Regions from separate parts of the Zea mays genome. Here region 1 is linked to region 2. The links are chromatin contacts, called in public Hi-C maps. All regions are on one chromosome and are shown on one strand. The core of a region is the stretch at or near the end of the contact, and the rest is flanking DNA. Distances in the headings are between cores, read along the strand shown.

Region 1 (2,969 bases), core at 451-2,950, 110 kb after region 2:
TGAGGATAGAGAGATGATCTCTGGCCTGAGCAAGCTTTTCTTGCTCCGCTTCAGATAGATCCCTACTCTCTGCAAGAACATCCATCTCAATAATAGTTGATTGCCGCTTTCTTTTTCTTATAAGTTCCATTCTTATGGTTGGGCAGGCTTGAGTAAGAAGGAGATTTCGACCATGGTATCCTGAATAGAGGAAGATGATGTTGATACTCTGAGCTAGTATCAAGCTGGATAACCGAGCTGGAGATTTCAAAGAGGAAGATGATGTTGATGGCTCAGCACAGAATGATTAAAAAAGAAAGAATGGCGTGAAGTGGAGCTGCATGTTTATTTCTGCGTGTCTAGTTTCGGTGGTCTGTAATCTGTTGAAGTTGCTAACAATTGGGTGTCTGGAACTTTTGTAGTTGTTTGGTTGGTAGCTTCAATCGATCTTCAAAACTTATGCTAGCTGGTTGATAGCCATCCTTAAGTTTGCACGCCTGAATCAGGTGTTGCTTCTTATCGTGTTGACTATCCCTAGTTTCTGGTGCTTCGTTTCCTGTCTGCTTTGTATGTTTGTCATTGACAAGAAGACTCGATTTATTTCTATTATGCATAATAATAGAAATGGGGTATCCCTCTTATAAAAAAAATGCGTTGGGGCGATACATCTCTCGCAGCAGGTTCTCTCCATCCATCAAACATGTGTTGTTTCATGCAAATAGACAAACAGAACAAGTTTATATGGGAGAAAGAACTTAAACAGAGTCAGGGAAGTAAGGATTATAAGTTATTGCTTCATTGTTGAGTATCTCCAAGTAGGCCAAAAATTGCAGTTAAAAAGAGATTTGGGATTTTTAGGGTGGGGATACCTTGCCAACAAAAGACCAAACTACTCAAGCTAATTTGGTGACCAGGTAAATGGAGATTGAAGATAAATGGTGAGAGATCCCTCCCTATAAATCCCCTATATTTTTCTGGTCACCAAACCAACCCTCAACGAGCACCATATCACCTCAAATTTGCGGTCCTCCATAAAAAATGCAAATTACACACCCTTGTTTGCCTTATGTAACTTGTAAGGGCTTGTTAGTTTTGCTTTCAATTCATATGAATTGAATGGATTTAAATTCTAAACAAATCAATATCTTTCATAATTTTTTCAATCTCGTTCAATCCACATAAGATAGGAATAACGGAATAAGATTTAACCTGGTAGGCTTTGTACACCAAAAATAGGGACAGAAGAATTACGTTCCCTTTTATCCAATACATTTTTGCAACTATTAAAAACTATTTTTTGCCTCATTTTTTGTGACAGTCTTGGAGATGCTAATCTTGATCTATATTAGATGGTTTTTGGACGGGTGAATGAAATGGAGTGCTCAGATCTGTATGTCCCAGAAACCGTAGGTAACGTGACCTTGTCCTTGCCTCCCGGGCATGGACCTGCCTCAGTCACGGGTCTCTATCGTTGCGAGCTTTCAATTGAGAAACGTGTGCCTCTTCCATGGAAATTAGCCTTTTGGCAGGAATTGAGCAAGAAGAGCAAACAACCATGCATGCCGCCACAACATCCAAAAGCAACTAACCGATCTGTTAGATGTGCTGTCATAACGCAATGGTAGTTTAGAAAAATAACCAGCCAAAAGTGCTGCTTTGCTAATGCACGGCGGCACGGCAGTTGAGAACGCATCACCAATTTACTCTAGTGACTCCAACGTTTGGACTCGTCCCACCCCACGTCCCCACGGCAGTCCTTGCGTAATACAACAGCCGAGAACAGGGAACGGTGACAGGAGCAATTCAAGCCTGCTGGTCTGTTGGATCTAACACCTGCAAATGTGACAAACACGCAGGATATATAGTGACATTTTTGGCTATTAATCTTCCCATTGACTCCAAATGATTTCTGTTCTTTTCATGATGATGATGTGTATAGTATCCCACCAATCAAAGGATGTATAAACTAGACGACTTGATTAACCTGCCTCTATACCGGGGATTAGAGATGGAAATCTGAAGAGCAAAATCCTGCCATGGGCCATGGGCTCAACTGCTGATATTGCGCAGAAAAGCTCTGATCCTCTTGTATGGTTTGCTGCTGTGTCAAAGATGACCCAAAACTTCTTTCATGTGGCCATCATCTACTGCAGTTCACCAACTGGTGCCTCGTTCAGCCATAGGCAGTGGATGAAGTCGTACAGCTTCGCACTCACGCTCACCTGCCCAGATCGAAGAGTTAGTGATACTTCTGGTTATGACATGTCACTATATCAAGATGAGGATTGAGGACAGACAAAGACGAGATGCAAAGAAGCAAACCTTGTACGGTGTTGGATTTAGCCGCCGGATGTGATCCGGACGCAGCTTTTCAAGCTGCTGCATGCAGCGGCTTCTGATCTTCTCCAAGGAGGGCAGCTCTGCTCTAGGTTTATCTGCATAGAAACATAGATACACATGTCAAGACAGGACAGGATGCAGGAGCTAAAGTCTACATATTTTAATGGTCCAGAAGATAATTAGCATTCAGATTTTTCTTTTTTTTTATATCATACAGGGTTGATGAAGTCTTTTTTACTAAAGGTGGTACCAGTGGGTTAGCTAGCTAACTCGTTTTATCTCACTTCCCTTGCTTTGAAATCCAGATTATAGTACAACTACAGTAAGTTATGGGTCGACCCAGTGATCCAAAGGAAGCTAAACTTGCACCCTTAGCTGTGGCTCTGGTGACTGGTGATTGTCAACATTAGGAAATAAAAACAGAACAAGGCACCGGAAATACGGGACGCTTAAATTTATTAAGTTTGTCAAACTATGTTCAGAAAGAAATTTAAGCCTGTCATGCTGCTCTCTTCTATTTTAAAAATCTTATGCTTAAAAAATGTAGTGCAAAACGAGGATATATCCTTCTGGATTTGAAGGCAATCTAATGCTGATGCTGGTTACTCTCATTTTCAGTTACTACTTTCGAAAATTCAGCCATTAGTGTG
Region 2 (3,170 bases), core at 7-2,506:
GGTTAGAATTGAAGTACAATATTAAACTATATATGGATCCATCTAAATTTCCTCCTAATAATGATATATAAGTACATTACTTTTGTTGTCTATTAGTATGTGATCCGGTGTTGGACGTTTAGAATATTGGCCTTGGTCACAAAAGTTCCTCAGATCCACCACTGATTGCACCAAAACACATTGGAAAATGCAAAACAAGCACCATCAAGAAGTAATTTACTAGATAAAGTTAGCCCTATCATCAAAAGATCAGAAGTGCACAAAAAACTACTTCAGACTTGACTGTAGTATACATCTGAAATCATCACCAGACATGAGAAACAAACATGTGAAATCATTACTAAACACATTTGTTAAGTACGCTCAAGAATTTAGGCTTTACCTTGGGCGGTCACCAGGAGGGCCAGAGCCAAATGGACGGCCCAGTGGCCTGGCAGACTTCTTGAGCGTGGCAGGCACGATCTCAGACGGGAGGTTCAGGTAGTTGCGTAGGTGCTCAATGCCATCGTTGGTGAGGTACCAGTAGTAGTACTGCCAGGAGAAGGTCTCTCTGACATACTCCTTGGACTTGAAGCTCTGCATGAGCTTGATCACCTGGAGGTTGGGCACATCAATCTGTGGGTGCTTCGCCAGGTTGTAGTCCTTCTTGGCATACAGCACGCCCTCTGCAGCAGCAAACACATCAAACTAACAGAAACCGTATGAACATAGCACACATCACATCAGACCATGCTTTCAATTCTCGGTGATGGATATACATAGAACCTGTGTTCAATTCCATAGTTTAGGGGGCACACAAATTTGGAGTGCAAAACTATTTCACAAGTTCGCTGTGTCAAGCCTATAATATATCTGCTCGTAACTCGTAAGTTTGTGAGATGCTAAAACTAGACCAAAAAGTGAACTCAACATAATACACTAGTGCTATCCTAGTAATAAGGAAACAGTTTGAAGACGTCCCCTCCTAGAAAGCGAAACAACCAACCAACGCAAGTTACCCTACTGCGAGTTTAGCGGACGAATAATCGCATACCCTTGAAGAGGTACTTGCAGATCTCATTGCGGTTCTTCTTGGGGATGATCTGCGGTTGAAGAAAAACAGGTGCGATATTAACACCGGCAGCAGAACAGGCGAAAGCCGAGGAGCAGCAGCGTATTGAGCCTCGCGCGTACTCGCTTACCATGGTGGGCCGTCGGGCGCGCGAGCTCCGAGTGCTGGACTGCTGGAGCGTCTGGTGTTGCGTAGGTGGCGGTGGCGGTGGCGGCGGCGAGTAGGGCACGGGTCGGGAGATGTCTTTTATACCTGTCGCCGCGGTGTAGGGTTTGGTTCGATGAGCAGAGCGAGGGTATAAGCGTCAAAAATAGAAGCGGGGCCTTTCAGGCGCGTGTTTGGACAGCGATTCCACCGGGCCCGTGGAGGCTGATATTATTCCACTCATCGTCGTCGGGGCCAGCTCCTCTCGCTCTCGGTCCTTGCTTGCCTGCCGTCGTCTCATCTCCAGGTGGACCCAGGACTTGCAGGGTGCAGCCGAATTTCAGTCTGGAAGACCATCATCAGTCTCCATCCATCTGCCCGCATGGCTGCCTGCCTTCATCGGCCATCTCTACCCGAACACAGCATCACCGACACTTCTGTGAAATACCTGACCGGGCAGGTGCAGTCCTCTTTTTTGTGCAAAACAACGGCAGCTGCAACTGCAAGCCTAACAACCAGGCCCTCGCGAGCAGGAGAGCGGAGGACGCACCCCCAACAGCATTCCAATCCATGGCACAAGCTGCACTGTACTTGAAAGCATCCAGCCTGAACAGCTGAGCAGTCACACTGCTACGACTATGACTGTATAATAAGGGTGTGTTTGGTTTGACTTTTGGCTTTGACTTTTGCCCCCCTAAAAGTCAAAAGCTAACCAAAGGGCTGGATCCAGAAAGCAGCTTTTTCTAAAAGCCGGCTTTCTTGTAGTGCAAATCTGAAAGCACCCCTGGACCTGCTTTTAGTGGCTTTTCGGATGGAACTGTGAAAACATATATCGAAGAATTTTTAATGACTTTTAGTTGTTTCCACCAAACGGTTTTTAGCTTTTTAACAGCTCACAGCCTACAGCAGCTTTTTTCACAGCTCACAGCCCACAGCAACTTTTTTCACAGCCACAGCCTAACCAAACAGACCCTAAATCAACATACGGTACGAATATGACATCAGAAACCGAGGCTATATACCCAGGCGGATGGCACAACAAACAGGCAGCAAGGTTTGGAGGTCATCGGCCAATCCTACTGGAACGGTTTCAGCTATAGCAATGCTCAGTCTTTTTTTCGCCTCAGGAATACACACGAGCGCGCGCGCCTTTATCACACAAAATCATCCTTCGCATAAATATACGGCCCCAAGAAAACCAACTGGAAAAAAATCGCTATGGCTAACATATCGATTCAACAATGTACAGATACTGTCACGACGACGACGACCGACACTGGTGCTTGTGGAGTTTGCATGCCCGACCAACCAACCAACCAACCATATCCAGCTTCTTTATCAGGCACAAACTCAAGCGCAACCACCGTTTTCCTGGTGGCTAGCCAAGCTAGTCCTCTTAGTTTCTCCACTTGAAAGGTTCTCCATTCGGTGCGTCCTTTGGAGTGTTGTTTCCGCTGCTATCGCCAGGTTCGCTTGCAGGTGGCGTTTCCACCGATCTTGCTTGGGCTGGAGCTTTGCCACCCCGGCGCTCCTGGGGAGAGCAGCAAAATGTTAGCAATCTTAGTCTAAAATATGGGGAAAATGTTACTATATTACTCCTTATCATGATCGTTGAAATTGTTTGAAGAAAGAACGAGCTGACAGCTCTTGCAGGATTTGAAGGTGACAGCAAAAACGACCAGGCAAATCAGATTGATATCTAACTCATATGTTGTGAAAACAGTGAAAAAAATGAAGAATGGGGGCAGGCCCTCCAAGCTAATCTACAAAGGGTTAATGAGAGCACAGTCCTCTAGTCAGTTGCCCCCATGGGAGTCTGGGAACTGTGATAACGATAACCAATTCAGTGCATATTGTAACAGTCACCTGTAGTTGTAGGGATACTTGACTATAACAAGTAAATAAAGGTGTTACCCAGCTATTCCAAATGTAAACAACGATTGCGAAACGAAGTGTTCATCATGATAACCTTCTT

What was found. A called contact is a pair of places that touch in the nucleus more often than the background predicts.
Region 1: a Hi-C map of endosperm shows a contact between it and region 2, with 2.8 times the contacts expected there. The contact joins the enhancer-like site here to the promoter of LOC100282542 in region 2. A contact is called at or near these places in 9 of 25 Hi-C or Micro-C datasets (ear, endosperm, leaf and 1 more) and 1 of 3 datasets of contacts at active chromatin or transcription factors (leaf).

What each region holds. Positions count from the first base shown.
Region 1 is chr2:53,488,866-53,491,834 of Zm-B73-REFERENCE-NAM-5.0, forward strand. LOC103646450 (nicotinate phosphoribosyltransferase 2) reads right to left here. Exons shown (of 16, transcript XM_008671185.2): 15 at 2,302-2,414; 16 at 1,557-2,201. The coding sequence ends at 2,124. Among protein-coding and RNA genes, the nearest start is that of LOC103646450, 78 kb to the right of the region's middle. Within about 2 kb of position 1,701, at least 1 of the 20 cell types and tissues checked has an H3K27ac peak or open chromatin away from gene starts, as enhancers often do. A contact at or near this core is called in endosperm, where this site is marked.
Region 2 is chr2:53,381,933-53,385,102 of Zm-B73-REFERENCE-NAM-5.0, forward strand. LOC100282542 (40S ribosomal protein S10) reads right to left here and starts at 1,257. Exons shown (of 5, transcript NM_001371870.1): 1 at 1,182-1,257; 2 at 1,034-1,082; 3 at 383-665. The coding sequence starts at 1,184. It overlaps LOC100274438, which reads right to left. Exons shown (of 7, transcript NM_001148797.1): 7 at 2,315-2,726. The coding sequence ends at 2,592.